Regions from separate parts of the Ovis aries genome. Here region 1 is linked to region 2. A link is a contact called in public Hi-C data. All regions are on one chromosome and are shown on one strand. Each heading gives the region's core, a stretch centred on a gene start, on an enhancer-like site or on the middle of the called end of the contact. The rest is flanking DNA. Distances are from core to core; before and after follow the strand shown.

Region 1 (7,051 bases), core at 294-2,793, 220 kb before region 2:
ATATCCCCTGGAGGAGGGCATGGCAACCCACTCCAGTATTCTTGCCTGGAAAAGCCCCATGGACAGAGGCCCCTGGCCGGCTACAGTCCATAGGGTGGAAAAGAGTCGGCCACGACTGATTGACTAAGCGCAGCACAGTACCACGGTTCTATGTGGCAGACTCCAAATGTATCTCACTGAGGTTCATTTCTATTTTTCCCCATTTTTGGGGGGTGGGGAGAAGGCCAGGCAGGAACTGGGGGTGGGGAGGATATGGGGTCTTAGTTCCCCTGCCTCCGTCACTAGAAGCTCCCAGTCTTAATCCCTGGACCGCCTGGGAAGTCTGACTGAGGTTCATTTTAAAATATTCAACTAAAGATGCTTTAATGGTCCACACAGAATCTATCAAATAGTCTCCAGAAGCTCAGGATTCTTCCACAAAAAAAAATTCAAAAAGCAACACATAGAGCATCACCCAGCCTCCTAGCAATCCCGCAAACTGCCCAAAGGAAGTGCTCCAGGAAGAGAGGTGAGAATCTAAAACTTGATCTTAGAGCAAAAGACTGAACATAACCTCATTTTTTTACTGGGAGTGCGCGCTTGAATGGAGCCACAAGGAGCTGACCAAATGTATTCGAAAAGAAAGTGAAGTCGCTCAGTCGTGTCCAACTCTTTGCGACCCCATGGACTGTATGTAGCCTACCAGGTTCCTCCACCCATGGGATTTTCCAGGCAAGAATACTAGAGTGGGTTGCCACTTCCTTCTCCAGGAATTGTATTCGAGGCAGAACTAAAGTCTCCTTCGTATTTGGTGCGTGAGGTTTCTGGGGTTGGGGGTGGTTAAGAAGAGGATCAATACCTCGATCATTCTAAGAAAGCAAGAAATGTTGACAGTCTAAAGGAGTCTCTCAAAGTCAGGTCCGCAGAACTCCTAAACCAAAACGATCTCTAACAAGGCAGGATTCCGGGTACTAATCCATAGCTCTAGAATTCCAGTCTTTGGGGGTGGGAGGAGGTCAAGGAACCTGCATTTTGGCAAACATCTCCATCTCCACTGCATGCTAAGTCTGCAAATCACAGACTCAACTACGGTGGTGACGGTGGAGCTGATGGGCAGGAAAAACCAAGAGCTTCTTAGCGGGATGAAGCGACAGGACTGATCTGGCATCTGTCAATTACTTTCTCTATCCCCAGCTCCGCCGCCGCCAACAGACGCACTCGAGTCAGGTTCGCCCCTTTACTCATCTCCCTTCAAGGTGAAGAATCTGCCAGGAGAGAAGGCGCGTTCGGCCCAGCTAGGCTATGCGTGCTTCCGAGGCGCGCGAGGGCTCCGCCGCCCATTCCCTCTCCGGGGATGTCTGGAGTAGCCCCCACCCGGCCTCGGCAGAGGGGAATCGGCGAGTTTCCCGGGGGGCCGACCTAGAGCAAGCCGCACTCGCTAGATACAACCCCATTCCATCCCCACTACCTACGCCCCTTCCCCAACTCACCGGTGGAAGGGCTCGCCACTTAGGGAGCTCGCCTCTCTCCGCCCCGGCCCCACGTGCGCGCGCCCGCGTGTTCTGCCCCGGAAGTGCTCGCGGCGCAAGGCCGGAAGTGCGCAGGCAGTGCTCGCGGCGGCGGCGACGGCGGCGGGAGGTTCGGTTGTCGCCCGTTGGCCGCGCGGCGCCGCGATCGGCGGCCGCCATTGCAGGTCAGGCCGCGGGCAGGGAGCGCGGGAGGCCGCGGGGAGCGAGGGCTGAGCCGGGGATGGGGGGGCGAGGGTGCGAGGGAGCGGGAAGCTAGGAAGCTGGGGCCGGGCGGGGCGCGCGGCTCGAGGAGAAGAATGGCGAGCTGAGGGGCGGGGAGCAGCGGGCGGGGGAGGGGAGGCCGGGAAGGGGGAGGGGAGCGGGGAGGGCCGCGCAGAGGTGGGGGCGACCCAGAGGCGCCCTCGGGGTAGGAGAGCCGGGAATTGCGGAGAAGGGAGCGGTGCGGAGTCGGAAGGCGGAGGGAAGGGAGCGAGCTGGGCGGAGCGGGAGAAGGGCGGAAAGAGTGGCCGAGCGCGGGCGGAGGACGGAGAAGGGGGCAGCGCGGGCCGGAATCTCGAGGTATGTGCGGGAAGGGGCTTTTCCCTGGGTGGGGAGGGAACCCAGCACGCGATGCTTGCGAGAGTGGGGGAGACCTGGAACCCAGGAAGTAGCGGGAACATCAGAAAGGGTCTAAGCGGGGGGTAGGACCGTGAGTTCTTTGGAGGGGACATTTTTAAATCTTGGGGGGAAGAGGCTATTGGGAGCGGTAGATGGGAGGGTGACTGGAAGGAAGAGACTGTCTGGAGAGTGATCCAGCTGCTTTTGTGGGTGGAGTGAGAGGCCGGAGAAGAGTGGGGTGGAGTCGGGTCCTGGAGGAGCGAAGTACTTAAGAATTGGGGGACATAGGGAATGATTTGGAAGATGAGGGTGGTAGAGGAATAACGTTTAGAGCGATCTTTAGGAGGGTGAACGGTTTGGAAAGACCATTCTGGGGTTGGAGGGTGGAGTTTAAAATATAGTTTCCTTGGGAGGTAGGAGAAAGTCTTGGTAAGAGGTCCTAGAGAAAGTCGGGGGGGTCATGGGGTGGGGGTGGGGAAGAGAGGGGAAGCGGACGGAGAAGTCCCAGAAAGTGGGAGGGGCTAGAAATAGGAAGTGCTTGTAGCTCAATTTCCAGGGAGAGGAGGAGGGGGTCAGGGGAGATGGTGAAGATGGGGCTCGTGGGAGGGAAATCCAGTATAGAGGGAGACCTCAAGCAGAGCTAGACAAGAAGGGACTTTGGGCAACGGAGGGGCTCAGGGCAGTAAAAGGAGGAAGGGTAGATGGGGCCGCAGAGTAGCAGAAGATGGAGAAAACTGGAGTAACTCAGAACGACTGAAGCCATCTTTTCTACCTATTGTCTGCGAATACCAGTAATTGATTCCCTCCATCATGGGAATCTTAAAACATGATGGGAAAGTCCCACATGTATGCATAGTGTCCACACACGTTTTTGAACACACTGTTCACTAATGAAAAGTTCGGAAGCATTCAGTTCCACCTACCCTCCATGGCCCCTTGTCGGAGGAGAGCAGGCTTTTCATTTAGAAACTGGATTTTATCACTTAATAAGTCTGTCAAGAGACAAGGTCTTCCCTTGAAACTTAGATTATCCCCATCAGTCACAAAACCACAGTAACACTGCTAATAAAAGTAATCTGTATCCAGTTGTATGTAAAAGTTCATGAATTGTTCTTTTGCTGGAAAGGCACACAGAGAAATAGCTACCATGCTTAGAGAAGAAAACCTTCCAGAACTTAATCCCTGAAGCAGCTTGGTAAACCCTGCCTGCCATGTTTGAATTGTTCTCCCATCAATAAAGTAAACTTGACTTTATTCTTACAACATGCTGCTTTTATAAGATGTTTTAGTCCACTATAAAGATTAATAATTAAACAGTGTAAAGTCATTCTATTGGACATATACTAAGAAAATGCCATGTTCCTCCAGGTAATCAATAGCTTGACCCTAAGTTTTACCATATGTTAGGCACATGCTAAGGACTTTACATTCATAACTTCATTTAATAAAACAACCTTTTTGAGATAGGTTCTTTTTATGTTCAGTTTATTGGTGGAGAAACTGTGACATAAGATTACATTACCTCCATCATACATAGGCTAGAAAGATGGTAGACTCAGAAGGCAGTTCTGACAATGAATTCTCACTAAATCCCTGAACACAGAAGAGTCCTTGGGACTGAATAAGGACTCAGTAAATGCTAATTGTTGGCCCAGCAATTTGCAAATATAAATTTGTAAGGGCCTAATGAAAACAATTTTAAAAAGACTTTAGCTCTAATAAAATTTAATTCTGTGTAGTTGGGTTAAACCATTGAGTCAGAGCCCATTGTTTCCATAAAAGCTGCATGTTCTGTTTAATACTGTACATACCACACTTTCTGCTATATCTTATTTTGGGAGCTGTTACCATTATTAAGGATCCTTGCTCATTGCTATTCTCTGTTAAGCGCTTAGTAATATTAACAATTCAGAAACCGATGGATAAAAAATTTTGTAGATTAGATGAATCAGTGAGAAAGAATGCTCTGTTCTTTTGACTGACTGTCTAACAAGGAAACGGGTTTGGGCTATAATTTTGAATCCTGGAGCTGACCTTGAGTACATCTCTAGGGATTTTAGAAACTTAAGCCTCATCAATTGAATATGATGAAAAGCAGGCTTACTTGATTTCAGCTGCCTACACCACAGATGTCATAGTGGCAGTGTGTAAGATTTTCCTCATAGGTGGTTTATTTGCCATCCTGTGGTAGATGCTGTGAGAAAGGCAGTGTTTATAAAGCAAGTTCCTCTATAGACATGAGGCATGGTGGGTGGCGGGGGTGCTATGTGAGAGGACCGCAGGAAAGGATGGATTGTGGGGGAGTTACAGTCAGGTCATATTCCGAAGCAGCCACTCTCAGGTGTTAGACCAGTTACTTAACCTTTAGCTTCTCTACGCTTGTTTCCTCACTGTAAAAAGGCAGTGACAGACAGTGCCTTGTTTGCAGGATGAAAAAAAATCCAGGGAAATGTTCAGAGAGGTTTAGCTATGTAAGAAATGAAGCTTTCTGTATTAAAAATATAATGCCTTGCCTGAACTTTTCTTCCTAATTAAGAAACTGGTGGCACTTCGATTTTTCAGGTTTTTAATAACTTTAATAGTAACTGACTTCAAAATGACAGTTAAGATATATCCCAGATTTGGTCTGATTTCAGACAAACCTTTTGAGTTTTGATTAGGGCTCCCATTGTGAGTATGCATTTGTTTTGAGAAGAAGGGATTCCTTTGCTACTCTGTAGTTTGTTCAGGCCTCTTGAAGTATCCGGACTACTGTCTTAAGAAACAACAGTGTTTCAGCTTTACTTGTAACCTCCAAAATAACTCCAGGTCTGAAGATTGGGAATGATCTGAGGTAACCTCAGATATTTCAAAAAAAATTTTAGATACTATTTCCAGAAATCTTTTAGCCTCCCCCAAAAGACATTTTGTTTTTGTCTTTCCATAAAGGAAAAAGATAGGAGTTAAAATGTACACAGTGCTTTTTAAAAAGTTTCTTTTACATAGCTAAAGTCATTTGACTAATGAGTACAGAACATATGTATTTATTTAGCCATGTAACAGCCTCAAAAACTTAGGTAGAAAAAAATTTCCCCTTTTATAAGAGAGGATAGGGAGTCAAAATAATTCATTGCAGGGAAAAGGTGTTTGGTTTTTTCCATACCTTCCATCTCCAAGTTCATACTGTAGTCGTGGCCTTGGAGACTCCACTCTGAAATACATTGAATTTAAACATCTTTTTGAAAAGTGAGATCATAAAATTCTTCTGGCTCTATAGGAACTTGGAATTATTATTCTTAACCAAAGACAGTTGATCCTATCTAAATTTGGGATTAAACTCAAGGCTGTTGAGAGAGGTGCTGGGCAATCTTTTCCATTGACTTTTAGCTTCATGATTTGATACGGTACATTGGTCAAACTGTGCCTTCAGATATTGCTCTTGATAACAGCTGCAGTTTCTACACAAGCAGTACCTTAGAACAGACATTTAAAAGTTGCTTTGGTTATTTGTAAAAGTTGGAATGAGTTGAGACTGAAGACTTAGAAATTTCTTTGTTTTACAAAAACTTTTCATTATAATGTTACTTGTTACCAATAGGATTTGACTTGTATTTTACTTCTTCACCTCTTTGTTTTCCTACTAACTTGCTCTGCCTGCTCTCAAGGAGATGGGGACAGATTGGACTGCATGTTCTCATGTTTTTTTCAGTTATCTCCACACTGGGTGAAATGCACCTCCATTACGTGTGTTATTAGTGAAGTGCCCAGGTAAACATACCTAGTTTTAAGAACAGCTGTTTAGAGCACAGAGCAAGAAAGAGAATAATCTGATTCAGCCAATAGGATATTTTATGGTGCTGAAGGAGAATTTTAAAATTCAAAGGGATGAGTTCCCCTGCATTATTTATTAATACTAACTTGGTAAATACACCCCCATGTACATAAATACAGCCATATCAGTCCACGGGTTCCTATGAGCTAGACTCTTGCAAGCTGGGTGTGAACTTCATTTGTCGTCACATCTCCAGCCTCATTAGGTCTAGGTCTAAAGTGTTTAGGTCACAGGATTTTTGTTTTTAGGAGAATTGCTAGCTGCCTGCCTGTATCAATAGGTGTACTCAGGCAGGGCCGCCTACGTAAGTGGATAGAGAGCTGTGTAGGCTTGTTGAAGCAATAGCAAGTATGGAGGTGCAGCTATTCTGACCCAGCTACCAGGGATCTGTTTTCCTTTATCCACTTTGACCACTTTTTTTCTGGTTTTTGTTTTTATTTATTTAGCTTTTTTGGCCACACTTTGCAGCTTGTGGGCTCTTAGTTCTCTGACCCAGGCCCATGGCAATGAAAGCCCTAAGTAGGCCACTATTTTGAATTCTTGTTCTGGCAGGAGACTGTCCAGGAAATAGGGAATGCACCAATAATATTTCTATTAATATTAATAAATCCCCTTTTTCTAAATAGTCCGTACATTCCTTAGAGTCAGAAGTCTTAAAGATTAATCTCCTTCCCTGCCATGATTTTCCTAAAATGTGTATCTGTGTGAACACTTTATTGCTTCTCTGAAACTACCTGTATTTTATTATCACTTGCACTTATCAGGGAAAATACACTGTATCATCAGTCACCAGAAGTTTATTTAAATCAAACAAATATTGTAAAGCAGTTATCAGTCAAAAAATAAATACAATTTTAAAAACTCATTTACAAGAACTCTTTCTTGATCTACATGTATTTATTAACCCTTAGAAACATCACAACTTCATTTTCAGTTATTGAGCCTTTTTTGATTTATGGCTAAAATGTACCTATCATGCTCTTAAGTTTCATAGTTATAATGTGGAAATGCTGATTTACTTATCCTTTGAAAAATTAGCTATATGTTAGTCTTTTAAAGCAGTTCCACATCTTATAATATTTGGTCTTCGTAATAGTTAAATGAAGCCGACAGTCTAGGTTTTAGCCCCACAGTG
Region 2 (6,678 bases), core at 4,106-6,605:
TGATGGATAAAAGAACAGGATGAACCTAACTATGAAAACTTATGTGTGTGTGCCTCAGTACACACATAGAAAAAGATCTCAAAAGCTATACTTCAAAGTGTTAACAGTGATGATCTCTGGATGGTAGGACTTTGGGTGATTTTTCTTTTTTGCTTCATTAAAATTTTTTTCAGAGTGAATATGTGTTGTTTCTGTACTAAAAATATATTTTAAGGTTAGAAAACAGTATGTAGTATATGAGATCATTTTTGTAAACAAATTATACATATATATATATATATATATATATATATATATCTCCAAAATGTAATCTCTGGATTGTGGGATTAAGGTCATTTTAATTTTCTTCTTTTAGCTTCTCTAACTTTTTTTTAAAGCTTTACTATAACAATAACATTTAAAAATGTTATTCAATTTAGTGAGAATCACTAAAATAGTGAGAATCAGAAGAGTAAGATTTTTCAGGACTTCTCTAAGACTGTTCAGGGCAAGTGTTCTGACTCACTGGCATGAATATCTGTTGTCTTTAAGTAATATACACCTAAACAGGAAATGAGTGCTTTCATAGATTGTTGCCACTAATGATTAAGATCAATAAACAATCTCTAAGTAACTTCCTGTGACTTTATAAGATCTTGGAACTTAAATGGGACACAAAGAAAGTGATTAAAAAAAGCTACTAGCCCTTTTTTCTTAAGAGCCCCTTATAAAGTGGTCTCCTCTGCCCTCTTCTGGTGATAGAAATAAAAGCTACTTGAAAATAAACATGGCATTCTGGGAGCAGCAGTTCTCAAAAGTGGGGTACAGGGTCTCAGGTTTTGAGGGCCTCCCCAAGAATTCTCTCAGAAAATCAGCAAGGTCAAAACTATTTTCATATTAATACTAAGACAGTGCCTTTTATGTTCTCATTCTTTCTTGAGTGTACCAAGTATGAAAATAATGTCATTGAGTTCATATTCTATATTAAAATCAACCTTTTAAGAAATTACCTCTTGTTGAGTTTTAAAGACGAATACACAGTTATCTGAAAAGATGATGGAAATTTCCTCCCTTTCCACTTAAATATATAGATGTGTGAGTCTAGATATCCATCCATTTCAATAAAAAAACCTGTCATGACAGATTGAACACAGAAGCAAATATGAAAACCCAGCTCTCTTCTAATAAGTCAGACAGCTAAGATTTGCAAAAGTGTAATAAAACAATGCCATTCAAAAGTAAAACAATGTTACTCTTCCAACTGTTATTTCAGAAAAATATATTTTTTTATGTTAACATGTAACAGGTTTTGTTACTGTTGCATTTAAATAAATTTAAAAGAGTTCTCTTAAACTCTTAATTTGTAATACAGTAAATATTGATATACATAACCCACATAAAAGCTCTTTTAAGTCCTCAACACTTTTTAAGAGTGTAGGAGTACTGAAACCAAAAAGTTTGAGATCTGTAGCCTTAAAACAAAGTTTTTCAAACTAGAGTCATCTAGTGCTTCCGTAACTTTTTGACCATTTATTTTGAGCATCAGCTGTATTGTTATTTGCTTTATTCATTTATTTCTTCAAGTTAATCCTTTTAAACTTAAATTAGTAATAGTTAATATACTACCCTAAGGGATATGTATTTAATTCAATCCTTGCACCAACTCTGTGAGGTGTGTGTGTGTGTGTGTGTTGGCTGCTCAGTCGTGTCCGACTCTTTGCGACCCCATGGACTGTAGCTTGCCAGGCTCTGCTGTCCATGGGGATTCTCCAGGCAAGAATACTGGAGTAGGTTGCCATTGCCTTCTCCTCTGTGAGATGTAGAGTATTATATTAATATCCTTATTTCCAGATAAGAAGACTAAGGTTAAGGCATTTGCCAGAGAGCATATTCAACTCTGGCAACCCAGTTCGAGAATCCAAGCTCTTGATCACTATTTGAAGCTTTTCAGCCTCAAAATGTTTCTCTACATACTGCCTACAACCATCCCCACCATGCTTTGGGAAATGCTCCCCTCATAAACAAAGTTATTTATTCTTCCCACCACCAATTTAAAAGTCTATGCTTGTGACATTTAAAAGCAGACTTCATAATTTCTGTGGTACTTTTTAGTAAATTCAAACTGTAAAGTAAGGGACTTTACTGGTGGTCCAGTGGCTAAGATGCTGCACTCCCAATGCAGGGGGCCCAGGTTCGACCCCTGGTCAGGAAATTAGATCCCACATGCCACAAGAAAGATCAAAGATTCTGCATGACACAACCAAGACCTGGTGCAGCCAAATATATATATGTGATACAGCTTCATCATATACAAATCACCAAAATTACAGCCCCCCAGTTCAGTTCAGTTCAGTTGCGTCCGACTCTTTCCGACCCCGTGAATTGCAGCACACCAGGCCTCCCTGTCCATCACCAACTCCCAGAGTTCACTCAAACTCATGTCCATCGAGTCGGTGATGCCATCCAGCCATCTCATCCTCTGTCGGACCCCTCTCCTCCTGCCCCCAATCCCTCCCAGCATCAGAGTCTTTTCCAATGAGTCAACTCTTCTCATGAGGTGGCCAAAGCCCCCCAACCACCACATAATTCAATTTTAATGACTGAGTTCAATGAACATATATTTAGTCTGGCAAGTTATCATTATTTTTTTTAGGAAAACTACTGCTAAAATGCTGGGAAAGACCAAGGGCGAGAAGTGGGGAACAGAGGATGAGACAGTTGGATGGCATTATCAACTCAATGGACATGAGTTTGAGCAAATTCCGGGAGGTAGTGAAGGACAGAGAAGCCTGGCATGCTGCAGTTCACGGCGTCACAAAGAGTCAGACACAACTTAGCAACTGAACAACTGCTGAGATGACCTCAAGCAAAACTTCACTAAAACTAACAACCCCTTTCCAATTCTGCTTAACACACTTCCTAATAAGGGAAGTGGAGCTATTACTCTTACTTGCCCCACAACTGAGAACAGAAATGGAAGGCAGGTGAAGAGAAAATACTTAATCCTGTAGACCTTTTAATAGCTCAAAAGGGAAAGACTCGGTATCTTCCTTCCTTCCTGTTTATTCAATTACCATCTAGACTGAATTCTCCTTCCTCAGATAACTCCTAACTAACTAACCAACTGCTACCTGTACCCTCCATTCACCACCAGTATTAATATCATCTGCTATGTTGAATATATTGGCCTGTATGCGGAGTGGGGCTTCCTCATGGGCTCAGCAGTAAAAAAAAAAAAAAAAATTGTTTCCTGCAGCGCAGGAGACACAGTGATCCCTGGGTTGGGAAGATCTCCTAGAGGAGGAAATGGCAACCCGCTCCAGTGTTCTTGCCTTGGAAATACCACTGACAGAGGAGCCTGGCAGGCTACAGTCCAAAGGGTCTCAAAGAATTGGACACAACTGAGCGACTGAGTACACTATATTTGGAGTACTATCTCCCCAAACAAGATACTTGAGAGCACAAGTTGTTAAATAATATTTCTATCTCCAAAAATCACTGGGGACAGAATACTACATACAGTTGACTCTCAGTAAATATAACCTCACAAGCAGTCAATTGAAAAGACCAAAAGAAGTTGAACTAGCTGGAGGTACTTTTACAAATACTTTCATCTTGTCTCAACACCCTCTGTCCGTCAGGAACATATGAATACTTACTACACACAGGTATTTTTGTAATTCCTTCAGCAGCTGATATGATAAAAGAAAACAGCAGAAAGATTCACACAACATAACCTATTCACACAACATAACCGAGTCTTTCTGTGAAAATAATATCATTTTACCAAATTATTCTTTTTCAAATAATAATGCTTGATTTCTCTTAAGCTAAATGAATACATGTAGAAACTCCACCACATGCTCTGAGAGTTAGAGAGGGTCTTCCAAAAACGAAGTGTGTGTGCTTTGTGACAGATGACTACTTCCAGACTATTTAACTTATTTAATCCCTGTCCTCACTAATGTTCTAGATAGTTGTAGTTGCTAGACAAGCAACCTCTCCACTAACAAGTTAAAAATGTATTTTGCAGTTTAATTCTTCACTGTGGCAAAGTAGTATATATAGTTCCATACTACAGTTGAAGGCATCTGAAATTCAAATCCTAACTCTACCAACTTAGGAGATTGGCATTGGGCGATTTCCAATATACCTGAGCCTTGGTTCCTTCATCTGTAAAATGGAATACAAGTAATACCTAAATCATGGAATTGTTGTGAGGATAAAAAGATCCATACATAAATAGCACACTATAGGGGTTGACACTTAGCAGGCACTCAGTTTTTTTTTTTTTTTTTTTTTTTCCTTTTTGCTCATAATTCTCAGCTGGTGGATCTTAGTTCCCCCACCAGGGATTGACTGGGGCCCTCCACAGTGAAACCAGGGAGTCCTAACCACTGGACTGGCAGGGAATTCCCCCTACTAGCTTTCACTTGCCCCTAGTACGATACACTTACTGTTTCCCGACTTTTCTAAGTTTGGGGTGGAGGTGGGGGAATCTCAAAATGTGAGACTGGGAACATAATCTTCCCGTACCTTACCTTCCTCACCCTACAAACCCCTTCCTCCAAATTGTACACTCTAATTTAAAGTAGGGCCCTATTTCATATGTATCTTCCCCAAAGCTCCAGATAACATCAGAGGCTCCATACTGAATAATCTGCTTTGGTCTGACAAGAGGGTTCGGTAGACTTCGGTTCTAAGTTCGTGTTCTGCCTCTAACCTGACCATCTGATCTTGATCAGGTTATTTATTCTCTTTGATGAGCCAGGGGTATCCTCAGGAGTAAAAGGATCCTTTGAGTGCCAGGCTACACCACTCCCAAGGTCCCTTCTGATTCTAAACTGGGAAAGATTAAAACTGACTGTAAATCTCTAAATCCTCTCCCCCAAACGCAGCTCAAACGTCACTGCTTCCTTTCTCTGGACTCCTTGGCACTCTGTACAAATGTCCAGTGTCCACATCAGATCCTGCGCTCTCAAGAAGCTCGGACCTCTTTGAGGCAGCTCTGGGAGACTCTCTGAGGCTGTGGTTGCAGTCCTCACAGAGCTGCAGTAAGGACGGATGAGAACACGTACCCACGGTGCTTAACACAGTGCCTGGCCCAAGGTAACCGCTCGAGATACTTCGGCTAGTATCAATATTCAACGGTTCCCATCCCTCCTTGAACCTCGGTTTCCTCAAGGGTAAAATGACGCTGGACAGACCCTGCCCAAAGGCCCCAGGTGCAGCCCGGCGCCGAATTCCGTCCTCTCACCTCCCGGGCTCAGCAGCAGCTTCAACGCCTCCAAAATCTGCTCCAGACCACACTTTTCCAGAACCCTGATGCCAGCAGCCTGACTGACCGCCGCCATGACTGAAGCGCAAAGCTCTACTGGCGAGCTGCGCATGCGCCTTAGCGGAACGGTGCCGCTGCCGGGTGGCGCGTGGCCGACGCACTAGGGGCGGGATCGACTCGGCTGGGAACGCCCCCTTTGGGAAAAAATGTTTTTCTCTCGCCAGCTGTATTTCCTTGGGGTAGGGGAAGTAAAAATAGCTAACGCAAACTGTCAACGTGCACGATTTGAGAAACTCAACGTGATTAACTTCTGTATAAAGGATGAGAAGTAGTTTATAAAATAATATGAATTTTATTCAGTATGAAAACAATTGGTCATCAAAACACTGAAGTAGTGAAGTAATCAGATGCTGCACCTTCTTATAATGAAGTTCGGTATGTAAAATAATACTCAAATTGTTTAACTTCTTCAGTAGTGATATTTGTGCTTCCCTGGTAGTTCAGACGGTAAAGCGTCTGCCTACAATGTGGGAGCCCCGGGTTCGATCCCTGGGTCGGGAAGATCCCCTGGAGAAGGAAATGGCAACCCACTCCAGTATTCATGCCTGGAAAATCCCGTGGACTGAGGAGCCTGGTGGGCTCCAGTCCATGGGGTTGCAAAGAGTCGGACACGACTGAGCGACTTCACTTCACTTCAGTGATATTTAAAAACTGCTACACACACACACCTATTGCAAATAGCTGCAAATATTGTTCTTGATATGATTTCTTAAATGGACTAAGTACTACTGCTGCTGCTAAGTCGCTTCAGCGTGTCCGACTCTGTGCGACCCCATGGACTGCAGCCCACCAGGCTCCTCCATCCATGGGATTTTCCAGGCAAGAGTACTGGAGTGGGGTGCCATTGCCTTCTCTCTTTGCTCTATTCAGACATCCCTGGAAAATTCAGTGTTTGTTAAAATCGTGCCACATCAGAATTGTGTTAATATGTAAAACAGAATGGGTTGGAGATATATCATCACTAACAACTTTTCCACTTACAGAAATCCTGGTGGGACATTCAAAATTCATATTGTCTGAAAGAAAGTGAAAGTGAAGTCGCTCGGTAGTGTCCGACTCTTTGCTACCCCCATGGACTGTAGCCCACCCGGCTTCTCCATCCATGGAATTTTCCAGGCATGAGTGCTGGAGTGGGTTGCCATTTCCTTCTCCAGGGGATCTTCCCAACCCAGGGATTGAACCCGGGTCTCCCGCATTGCAGGCAGACGCTTTACCATCTGAGCCACCAGGGAATGGCATGCTGGAAATCAAGGACAATGTTTCTGAGGGCAAGACTACCATGCCTGCCTCTCCTTTCATTAAAAGTCACTAACCTCGCCTACCATTGCCACAACCGGCTCCAACACCCACTCTGTGAGACT

The links. A called contact is a pair of places that touch in the nucleus more often than the background predicts.
Region 1: a contact with region 2 is called in a Hi-C map of hypothalamus, with 4 times the contacts expected there. The contact joins the promoter of UTP4 here to the promoter of HAS3 in region 2. A contact is called at or near these places in 2 of 16 Hi-C or Micro-C datasets (hypothalamus and liver).

What each region holds. Positions count from the first base shown.
Region 1 is chr14:35,900,445-35,907,495 of ARS-UI_Ramb_v3.0, reverse strand. UTP4 (UTP4 small subunit processome component) reads right to left here and starts at 1,543. Exons shown (of 18, transcript XM_042231846.2): 1 at 1,470-1,543. It overlaps CHTF8 (chromosome transmission fidelity factor 8), which reads left to right and starts at 1,572. Exons shown (of 4, transcript XM_015100514.3): 1 at 1,572-1,672.
Region 2 is chr14:35,686,780-35,693,457 of ARS-UI_Ramb_v3.0, reverse strand. HAS3 (hyaluronan synthase 3) reads right to left here and starts at 5,355. Exons shown (of 19, transcript XM_060398431.1): 1 at 5,237-5,355. The coding sequence starts at 5,333. TRNAG-CCC (transfer RNA glycine (anticodon CCC)) reads left to right here and starts at 2,119; the gene lies at 2,119-2,191.